Linked DNA regions of Sus scrofa: region 1 is linked to region 2. Evidence: chromatin contacts called from public Hi-C data. All regions are on one chromosome and are shown on one strand. Each heading gives the region's core, a stretch centred on a gene start, on an enhancer-like site or on the middle of the called end of the contact. The rest is flanking DNA. Distances are from core to core; before and after follow the strand shown.

Region 1 (5,311 bases), core at 1,980-4,479, 57 kb before region 2:
TTTCTTTTTCATGTCTCCGAAATTATCTTTGAAAGGTTTTGGCATCTCCTTCTGCCAAATCTATGGCTAAGGTTGTCTTTCAGCACCCAACACTGAGGTTTCTTACTGCCTTCTATATCCACCATCCCTCAAATTCTTTTTTCTTTCTTTTCCAGCCGCCCCATGGCATACGGAGTTCCCAGGCCAAAGATCAGATGCAAGCTGCAGTTGTGACCTAAGCAACAATGGATCATTAATCCACTGTGTGGCGCCAGAGATCGAACCTCTGTCCCAGTGCTTCCAAGACACTGCCAATCCTGTTGCACCACAGAGGAAACGCCTCAACTTCTTTGTTAAATGCCACCTCCAACCTTTGTTCATGCTGTTCCTTCCAACTAAAATACTCCAGTTGTAACTACATACCATTTCTCAAGCGTATAGAATATGCCGCTTTTTTATACCTATCATTATGAGTCTTTACAACTCTTGTTACTATTTCCACCCTCATCCTGTAAATGAAGAAAACGGAGGCTCTGGAGATTAAATTAACTGGCCCAAATCACAGAGCTATTAGGTGCTAGAGCCAAGATTCAAAACAGGTGCTTTTGACTTAAACAAAAAAACACTTCAGCATTTCTCAGATCACTCTGCCCAACCCCCACCACAATCTTACCAAATTCTGCCGATTCAAGGCCCAGTTCAGTGGCCCAAGCCTTCCTGAGGACACCAAGCCAGGTGTTCTCTCCCATTTCGGGTTCCTTGGCTCTGTATCAGGATCCAAATGCCTCTCTACTCATCCTCCAGCTCCCAAGCTCCTGAAGAGCAGGGCCAGATTATACGGGCCCCTGTTTTCTACTCCCAGCCTCCACCAGGCTCCTTCACCACATGCTAGGTGCTCAATTAACACCTGCTGGATCAATTTGCCCCTAAAAGGCCAGTATGGACATCCCCAGCCGTAGAAGGAGAGTCACCTCCAGATCCCACTGTGCCTCTTAGCTCTGCATTCTGCTTGGCTGTGGGAGTCAGAAAGAGGCAACCTGAGGAGCCCTGAGGTGAAACATGAACAGCAAGGCAACAGGTGCACAAAGAGGAACAATGATGATAACAAAAAGTACCATTTATTAGGCTTTCACCATGTGCTAAGGAAAACTGATACAATATGTGGAGAGAGCTCAGAGCAGGGAGACACTAGATCAGGAAGAGCTTTGGTAACCACACACAAGATCCTATCCTGAGGATGACAGGATCAGGGAGCCCTGGGGGTGGCCGGGTAGACAGAATCAGATCTGTTCAGAAGGAGCCCCCTGGCATCATGTAAAAACATTCCCCTCTTCACTCTATCAGGCTTCTTTCTGGGAGACAAAGGCCTAGAAAAGGATGGAAACAGTAGCAGCTTCCTAATTCCTGAACCAGTCTATAGTTGGGGTGGGGGTGAGAGATGCTGATGGATTTGGTGGAGGAAACCAAGATTGCCAGACGGGGCCCCTGGAGTGAGAGGCATCAAAAGGAGGACCTTGATTCCCTTCAGAAGGACCAGAGGCTGTATGAGAAACAATTAGGGTGGAGGGGGAAGAGCTACTAAGAAGCATGATTTGAAGTTGGGTGGCTTGGGTCAATCTGAACCTTACCACCAACTAGCTGAGTGTAGTCCTACATCTGCAAAGTGGGAGAAAATTCCATTCCCTGCCTGTTCCTAGGAGTATCAAATGAATTTGAAATATCCTACACAAATATTGTGTCCTTTTTTCAACAAGCAGGGGACCTTTGAATTGGCTGCTGTTTGCTGTTTCACATCCCCTTTGTCTCCCTGCCCATTCTTCCCACAGCAGGGTCAGTCCTGGCAGGGCTGTTGGGGAGGCCCACTCTGGACGGGTCCCCAATCTTCCACCTTCCATGCAGTGACTAATGGGCCCATCTTCCTTCTCAGGCTGGAAATGAACTTTCACCCTGTTGGGGGAGGGATCTTCTCCCTTTCCCTCCCCCCTTGCAGGTTACAGGGTAAGCAACTTCACCCCAGGACCACCTACCCCTCACAGAGATAGGTAGCCACAGAGGAGTCTGGGATGAACCCAGGAGCTCTTTATTCAGCAGCTAGTGCTGAACCTTTCGGTGGTGGTTGGCCAGCCCGCCTGCATATTAAAATCACCTGAGGAGCTGCTCAATAACACCAAGGCCCAAGCCCCACCCAGGCAATTAAATCGGGATTTCTAGGGATGTGGCCCAGCATCTGTGTTCTTTCAAAGCTCCCCAATTGGTTCTACCATGCTACTAGGGTTAAAAGCCATTATGGGAGTTCCCGTTGTGGCACAGTGGTTAATGAATCCGACTAGGAACCATGAGGTTGCGGGTTCGATCCCTGGCCTTGCTTAGTGGGTTAAGGTTCCAGCGTTGCTGTGAGCTGTGGTGTAGGTCACAGACGCGGCTCGGATCCCACGTTGCTGTGGCTGTGGTGTAGGCCGGTGGCTACGGCTCCGATTCGACCCCTAGCCTGGGAATCTCCATATGCTGCGGAAGCGGACCTAGAAAAGGCAAAAAAGACAAAATAAAATAAAATAAAATAAATAAATAAAAGCCATTATGTTAATGAAATGAACCACAGCCTGACGGGTTAATGAAATGGGTCCCTGATGCCTGATGCATCTTGCGACCTCAGACCCCAGGGAGCCTCTCTGCAAGGATTCCATCCTCATCCCTCAAACCCAAGCTTCTCCCACTCTGACCCAAACACTCTCCCAACCCAAACCTGATCACTCCAGGGACGCCCAGGGATCACTCCAGACAGCCCCCAGGACACCCAGAGCAGAGAGCATTCCGGTTCCCCTCGGGTTTGTCCTTTGTGTCTAACTGGCCCCCCGGTCCGGCCCGCTCCTGCCCCCGAACCCGGCCGCCAGCCAGCCCCTCACCGCAATTGTGGCAAGCGAAGCCTAATTCCGCGGCTGCCGCGAGCCAGGTGCCATCCAGTGCGCCTGCGCGCACGCCTCCGGGAGCTTCTCCAGCCTCTCCCTCCGCCCCTGCCCAGCGATTGGCTCTGAGCTGCTCCCGAAACCCTCTCTTCGGCAGGTGCCCGCGCCGAGGCTGTCGCCGCCATGCTTGTTATGGGCGCCTTGCCCTCTGGGACCGAAAAGGATGTGGGAGCTAAGGAGAAAGGAGCAGGTTGCCAGAATTCCTGACCAGCTCACCCTCTCTCTCTCCCCTCCACGAAGGCTTAATGTCATTTCAGTTCCAATCAACAAGGTTTTTTTTCTGAGAGCTCCCCGCACCTCTTCCCCCGTCTTTCCTTACTAGTAATTCAGAGACTGAAAAGAGCCCAGCACCTTCCTTCAAGCCTTATGGTCTGACCGGATGCACGGCTGAGACAGATAAGGAGATGGCAGTGGCAAGACCTGGGACTCCCTGATGCTGGATTGTGAGCCTCTCAAGCGTGACAGGCCCAGCTTGAGCTGTGGGCAGCAGGGCTCAAGCCACAGCCTCCTGAGAGAGCAACCAAGCAGCCTAACCTCCGCGTGTTATTAATGGTAATACTGAAACATAAGGCTACTGAGCTTTTTTTTTTTTTTTTTTTTTTTGTCTTTTTGCCTTTCCTAGGGCCGCTCCCGCAGCATATGGAGGTTCCCAGGCTAGGGGTCCGACCAGAGCTATAGCCACCTGCCTACACCGCAGCCACAGCAACACTGGATCCGAGCCTCATCTGCGACCTATGCCACAGCTCACGGCAACGCTGGATCTTTAACCCACTGAGCAAGGCCAGGGATCAAACAACCTCATGGTTCCTAGTTGGATTCGTTAACCACTGCGCCATGACAGGAACTCCAAGGCTACTGAGATCTTATGTGCCCTGCACCCTGCGTTCATGAAAGCACCCTGCATTCATTATCTTGGTGAGTCTCCACTTCATCATTCCTGGGAGGTAGGTGCTATTATCCCCATTTTACAGATGAGGAAATTGAGATTGGGAAAGATTCAACAACTTTCACACAGCAATCAAGACCCCCCCCCAAAAAAAAGAGGCCCAGACAAGTTAGCACCCAGATTTCCTGACTCTCAGAACAGGAGTCTTTCCTCTTCCTACCCCTGCCCAGGCTCCCAAAGTCAAAACTTGTTTTTTGGCTCAGTCTAGTCTGGTGGGGATGCTCCATGTCTTCTCCCAAAGGGCCTGTAAGCCTCCTCAGATTTCGAGGCAAACAGCACACACTCCAGACCTGTCTGCTGTTTCCGTACCCTGGGATATGGGGCGGTGAGCATGGCCTTTGGCTGCTGAGGAACCTGGCACTCAGTTCCCTAGCTCCACCAATTCTTTGTAAGGGGACCCTCTTTTGTGAGCCTCTGTTTTACTTCTTAGAGGGGTTTTGTGGGCATTAAATGAGAAATAGGTGTGTAAGAGTTTTGTCAACAGGAATATTCTCTTTCTCCTTCCTGATAGCCTGGCAAAGGGCCCACCCACAGCAAATAGTCCAATACAAGAGCCCAGGTGACCAGGCACTAAAGTCTGTTTAACCAGTTCCTAGGGAGCCCCAAGGGCCCCATGAACCTTGCCCCCAGCGTCCATCTCCCACCAGTCTGTCTCATTTTCCTCCTCCCCAATCCTGTCTCTTCAGACCCTTTTCTTAACCCCTGTGTCCCCCCTTGGCCACACACACATCACCTCTCTTCTAGACTTCAAGCAGTTCCTGAAACCCCTCGTGCTCCAGAAAGCCTTCAGGACTAAAAGGAAGATCACCGTCTCTCCCCCTTCTCTACCCCTTACCCTCATCTATGCTTTCCTGGCTATGAGAAGAGGGCAGAAGACCCAGTATTCAACATAGGTTCAACCCATGTTCAACCATTTATAACTACTAAGCACACTAAAACCTCCATAAATTGACTTAAGGCATCCCCCTTCGTCCTGGCTAGCATGTGCCTTTATGTCAGAGCCAGCCTTAGTCTTCACTTTGCTTTCCCTGGGTATTCAATGGGGGAAGAGGAGCGGAGAGAGAGCTGCCAAGGGGCCAGAACTAAGTGTGACCTGATAGGAAAGACTTTGTCCTCTGTGTCATACTTAGTGCGCCAAGGTTACACTCTGAGCTCCCTCAGCCCTCTGATTTTATGAACAATGTCACCAACTACCCTTTTGTGTCAGCACCAGGTCTTGGGATCATCTCTTGATTTCCCTTCCCAGATGTCAAGCACAGAGCTAACTGGGAGGGGGACGGGAGGCGCAACTGAAGATCATATCGCCTGCCTTCTTGAGTCTGATCAGAGCCCCAGGATTGTGGCAAAGAGAGAGAAACACTCTCTCTCCCTGAAATTCCCTCCTCCCTTGGTTTCCAACCTCTCTGAGGTAGATTCCGCCATG
Region 2 (5,478 bases), core at 1,725-4,224:
TGGACTCCTCCTCCTCCTCTACTCTTCCCTTCCATGACCACCTCCCTTGACTCCCTCCATCTCCCCCATACCTGTAAGGCCCTGAGGCCTGGAGCGAAGCCGCTGCCTCTGAAGTTTTTGTATCATAATCTCCATCATGTTCTTCTTGGTCACATGCAGGACACCCAAGTTATTAAATCTGGGTGGGGGAGGGAGGGAGTCAGAGGCCTTGCAGGCAGTTCTTTGCTCTTGAGGCACCCTCCCCACTGCCAGGACTCAGCTCAGCCCTACTTCTCTAGGAAGCTTTTCTAGTTTTTACTTGGGGCTTTGGGTTCTGGGGCCAGCTGCAGTCTCTCCCCTTGGTCAGACACTAAGCTCACAGAGGTGGGCCAGGGCCTAGGACTGGGACAAGCAATGAGGGGGCATGCCATTGGGAGCCAAGGGTATGGGGCACCTACTGGGCAGTCATGTCCTTGGGCCCCACAGACACTGCGCAGACCCCCAGCTCCGAGCACTGCTTGCCCACCAGGCTGTGGGCATGAGCACGAGGCGGGTCACTGTGTGTTACCAGGTCCACCTCGATCTTCGCTGGTCCCTCATAGTTACAGATCTGTGAGGGGTGAGGGCTGTCAGTAATGTTTATGGACATTGTCCACGAGTCACCCCTGCCCCCCCCAGCACCATCCAGGCTCACCTTGACAGTGGGATAAGTCTTCCGGCCCTTCTCACTAGAGGCACCTGGCAGTCCTCCATGGGAAGGGCCTTCGCAGCCATATCGGAATCGGAAGCCTCGCTGAAGGTGCCAGGGCAGAGTGACATTGTGACCATGAGGCCCCCAAACCCCCCTCCCCTGCTACCAGCCAGCAGTGACCATAATAATTGCATGTATCTATCCTGAATTCACAACCATACTGCTGTGATCAGCAGCAACCAACCACCTCAACCCAAGTGGGTCTGTGGTCACCATGGCCACCCAACTATCCCACTTGCCCCCAAAGCTGAAACCATTCCATGCCATCTCTTTCACTCACCTGCTTAGGCTGTTCCACGATCACCAGGTAGGGGCCATCAGCTGGGGACAGAGGGACTTTGTTGAGCCAGGACTTCTGAGTCCATTCCCAAGGCAGAGGGCACATGTTCCTCCCTCCAAGACAAGGGGAGGTCGGGGGACTTACTAACCTGTCTCTGGGGCCGGCTCCTTGGGCTCCACAATGGACGGGTTGAATTTGAAATCATCATATTCGATGATGCCAGGCAGACTCTGCTGTGGAGACAGACTGGGGTAGCATCTGATTCTGAGCCACTCTCGGGGCCCTCCAGCTCTCAGCTCTCCAAGCCCTCCATAATCACTCCTCCTCCCCAGGCCCATAAAAGAAAACTCCTATTGGAAGCAGTTTGCAGACAGAGGTAACTGACAGGCAGGCTGAGATAATCTAAGGACATTACAGGTGCAGGCAGACAAGCAGACAGGCACAGGGGGCAACCGGCCGGCTTTGGGGCCAGGCAAAGTGACTCACTGGGTCGTAGCAACTGTCCATGTCTCTGGGCTAGGCCCAGCTCTGTCCGGTGGCTCCGGCCGGCCGGGTGCTGTTTCCCCGGAGTTTCAGGCGCCCGCCTTAGGTGGGGAGGAGTGGAGGGGTTGGGAGAGAAAGATCAGGACGGGAGTTGGGGGGAAAGGGGGGGCCTGGATTTAGGGGAGGGTCTGATCTCCAGCCACCCGTCCGGGTGTGGCGGGCAAGATCCGGTGGAGGGCAAGATCCGGAGCTGGGCTGGGCCGGGGAAGGGCAGGAAAGTTAGAACAGCTTAGGAAAGTCCCGAAAATACCAGGGGGAGGCGGGGCCGGAGGGGGCGGGCCTGGAAATGACGCACTGGCCACGCCCCCGAGACGGGAGGGGCTCAAGGTCTCAGTTGGCTTGCTAGCGCCCGCAGCGTCTCCGCGAAGTCGAGGGGCTACCAGATGCTGGGAAGGTCCCGCGGGGCTGGGCACCCCTTCCTCCTCCCTCCAGGGCAGGCGCCGGGGACGGGAGGGTCTTTCAAAGCTGGGGGAGGCTCCTAGTACGGGGTCAGGTCCGCCTCCTTCCCTCCCCCGTCCTGGAGCAACCTTGGGATTTTCTACCCCGAGTGAGGCCACGGCTGAATCACCCTGGGGGCTTTTGGGGGGACATTCCTGCAGTAGGAAGGCCTACTCCCCGAAGGCCTGTAGGTGGGGGCTCTTCCCAGTGAGGGGCCCCGGGGCTCTGCCCGGATAACTGGTCTCTGGGGCCCTGGGGCGGGGGAAGGAAAGGGTCTCCTTGGGATGGGCTCCCCTGTTACCCCTCCCGAAAACATCTCAACAGCCGTTAATTCCCACACTGCACCTACTCTGGCTGCCTACGCCCTACGCCCCAGTCCCAAAGCCGTGTGTAATACATGTATGCATCTGCATCATAGGTGTACAAGTGTGTTTCGGCCCATGTGCTTGCGTGTTGTGTGTTCATGGCTTGAACATGCGTATACAGGTGAGTGTCCTTAAACTTCTCAGTGCGGAAACATCTGAGCATGTATGTAAGAGCACAGGTGAACACATCTTCGAGTTTGTGCGTGAAGGGTATGGGTCCAGGCACCTGTGCACGGTGTGCGTGTTTTGCGGGTCCTTGTGTGAGCGAGTCTGCATGGATAGTGCTGTGCACACGCCGGCATATGTGAAGGTGTAACAAACGGCCCGCCTGTCTTTATACAAGGACATCAGTGTGTATGCGTGTATCTTGATCGTGTGCGTGCTCTCTGTGAGTGTGCAGACGCCTCTCTTCAGCCCTTGGGCTCGGTCAGCTAAGGGTCCTCCTCCCGCCCTTCCCCGTGTCCTGCCACCCAGGGGTCTGAACCCGGCCACTCACCGCTGCGGCGGCTCAGGTTCCGGATTCTCTCCCGGCCCGACCCACCCCGGACGGGTCGCGACACCTTTCCAGCTACCAGGACTCCAGCCGGGAAAGCCCCTTTTCCGCCCCAGGAGGGGGGAATTCCCGTGACGTTTCCGTGCGTCACTCCCCATGCCGTTTTTCATTGGCTGAAAGTTTAACTCCGGACTCGAGTAACCAATCGCAAGTGACTCAGGCGCGCCCCTTAGAGGGGAAATATTTGCTCAGCGCGCGAAGCGAGAGTGAGGATGGCCCTCAATCAGGTGTGAGTTTTGTCCTAGGGACCAGCCTGCTGCGGGATCCGCTGACCCAGCGCCATTCCCCAGCCGAGGACCGCGGCTCCGGTCTCCTCTCTTACCCTGGCCTGTCCCAGCCGGCTGGCAGCCCCTGCTGCTACTCAGCTTATGTTGCATCTAATGCTTGGCCACCTCAGAAGCCGGGGAATCCCAAGGGGAAGCTGGAGGGACCCAGCCCTCTGGTCCCTCGCTTCGAGCGGGGGCCCCGCTGCCGGGAAGAGTTAGGGGAAGAGGAAGGAAGTTGATTTGCAGTTGGTGCCAGAGCGCCATCTGGTGGCCGCTCTGGAGCCTCGAGGAGACTCCGTAATCTCAGTCTTCCCTGGAAGAGGCAATCTGGACCTAAAACTTGTTCTATAAAGTTTTTTGTTTTTTGTTTTTTTTTTTTTTGCGGGGTGGGGGGCAAACTTTCAGACCTGATCAGGAGCTCCGCGTTGGGTAAGAGAAACGAGGTGTTTATCTGGGAGACTCAGGCCTTGTTCATCATTCACAGAGATTTGGAATATCAGAATAGAAAAGCCATCCAAAATTAGTTCAAACTTCGCCAGAGTAGAAAATTATCTTTTGTACTGTTTGCAGTGTCTGCTACTCCCTCCTCGTCCATCTTACTGCTTCCTCCCTCCCCCTTGATAACCACAGGTCTGATCTCTATGTCTGTGAGTCTGTTTTTGTTTTGTAGATATTTGCCATATTTTAGATTCCACGTAATTGATGTCATATGGTATTTGTCTTTCTCTTTCTGACTTACTTCACTTAGTATAAGAATTTCTAGTTGCATCCATGTTGCTGCAAATGGTATTATTTCGTTCTCTTTTATGGCTGAGTAGTATTTCATTGTATATATGCACCACATCTTAATCCATCCATGTCGATGGACACTTTGGTTGTTTCCACGTCTTGGCTATTGTGAATAGTACTGCAATGAACCTAGGGGTGCATGTATCTTTTATTTTTTTATATGCATGTATCTTTTTGAATGAAAACTTTGTCTGGATATATGTCCAGGAGTGGGATTGCTGGATCATATGGGAGTTCTGTATTTAGTTTTCTGAGGAACCTCCATACTGTTTTCCATAGTGGTTGTAACAATTTATATTCCTACCAAAGGTGTAGGAGGGTTCCCTTTTCTCCACATCACCTCCAGCATTTACTATTTGTAGACTTATTAATGATGGCCATTCTGACCGGTGTGAGGTGGTACCTCATTGTAGTTTTGATTTACATTTCTCTAATAATTAGCAATGTTGAGCATCTTTTCACATGCCTATTGAAAGACATCCATATGGCTTCTTTGGAGAAATGTCTGTTTAGGTCTTCTGCCCATTTTTCGATTGAGTTTGTTTTGTTTTGTTTTTTGTTATTGAATTGTATGAGCTGTTTGTATATTTTGAAAATTAAGCCATTGTCAATCACATCATTTGCAAATATTTTCTCCCATTCTATGGGTTGTTTTTTCATTTTGTTTATGGTTTCCTTTGCTGTGCAAAAGTTTGTAAGTTTGGTAAGGTCCTATTTCTTTATTTCTGCTTTTATTTCTACTGCCTGGGGATACTGACCTAAGAAAACATTGGTATGGTTTATGTCAGAGAATGTTGTACCTGTGGTCTCTTCTAGGTGTTTTGTGGTGACATGTCTTATGTTTAAGTCTTTTGTTTTTTCTTTTCTAGGGCCACACCTATGGCATATGGAGGTTCCCAGGCTAGGGGTGAAATCGGAGCTGTAGCCGCTGGCCTATGCCACAGCCACAGCAATGCTGGATCTAAGCCACATCTTCGACCTACACCACAGCTCACAGAAATGCCAGATCCTTAACCCACTGAGCAAGGCCAGGGATTGAACCTGTGTCCTCATGGATGCTAGACAGATTCATTTCCTCTGAGCCACGATGGGAACTCCTTATATTTATGTCTTCTTTTTTTTTTTTTTTTGGTTGTACCTGTGGTATCTGAAAGTTCCTGGGCGAAGGATTGAATCCACACCACAGCAGTGACCTGAGACACAAGGGAATTTCTTTAAGCCATTTTGAGTTTATTTTTGTGCATGGTATGAGGGTGTGTTCTAGTTTCATTGATTTACATGCAGCTGTACAACTTTCCCAGCACCACTTGCTGAAGAGACTGTCTTTTCCCCATTGTAAAGTCTTGCCTCCTTTGTCGAAGATTCATTGACCATTGGTGTCTGGGTTTATTTCTGGGCTCTATATTCCATTCTCTTGATCCATATGTCTGTCTTTGTACCAGTTCCACACTGTGTTGATTACTGTAGCTTTATTGTATTGTCTGAAGTCTGAAGGTTATGCCTCCTGTTTTGTT

Evidence for each region. Hi-C and Micro-C count contacts between places; a contact is called where the count stands out from the background.
Region 1: a Hi-C map of liver shows a contact between it and region 2, with 5 times the contacts expected there. The contact joins the promoter of LOC102167427 here to the promoter of NFKB2 in region 2. A contact is called at or near these places in 1 of 5 promoter capture datasets (fetal liver), 21 of 47 Hi-C or Micro-C datasets (adipose tissue, alveolar macrophages, blood and 12 more) and 1 of 2 datasets of contacts at active chromatin or transcription factors (alveolar macrophages).

The regions. Positions count from the first base shown.
Region 1 is chr14:113,461,828-113,467,138 of Sscrofa11.1, reverse strand. It overlaps LOC102167427, which reads left to right and starts at 3,229. Exons shown (of 3, transcript XM_021072752.1): 1 at 3,229-3,494. The region is part of intron 1 of MFSD13A (transmembrane protein 180); the gene reads right to left.
Region 2 is chr14:113,403,908-113,409,385 of Sscrofa11.1, reverse strand. NFKB2 (nuclear factor NF-kappa-B p100 subunit) reads right to left here and starts at 2,974. Exons shown (of 23, transcript XM_021072746.1): 1 at 2,853-2,974; 2 at 1,497-1,594; 3 at 1,159-1,240; 4 at 1,011-1,051; 5 at 674-772; 6 at 438-589; 7 at 72-178. The coding sequence starts at 1,517. LOC106506113 (a long non-coding RNA gene) reads left to right here and starts at 1,955. Exons shown (of 3, transcript XR_001301171.2): 1 at 1,955-2,477.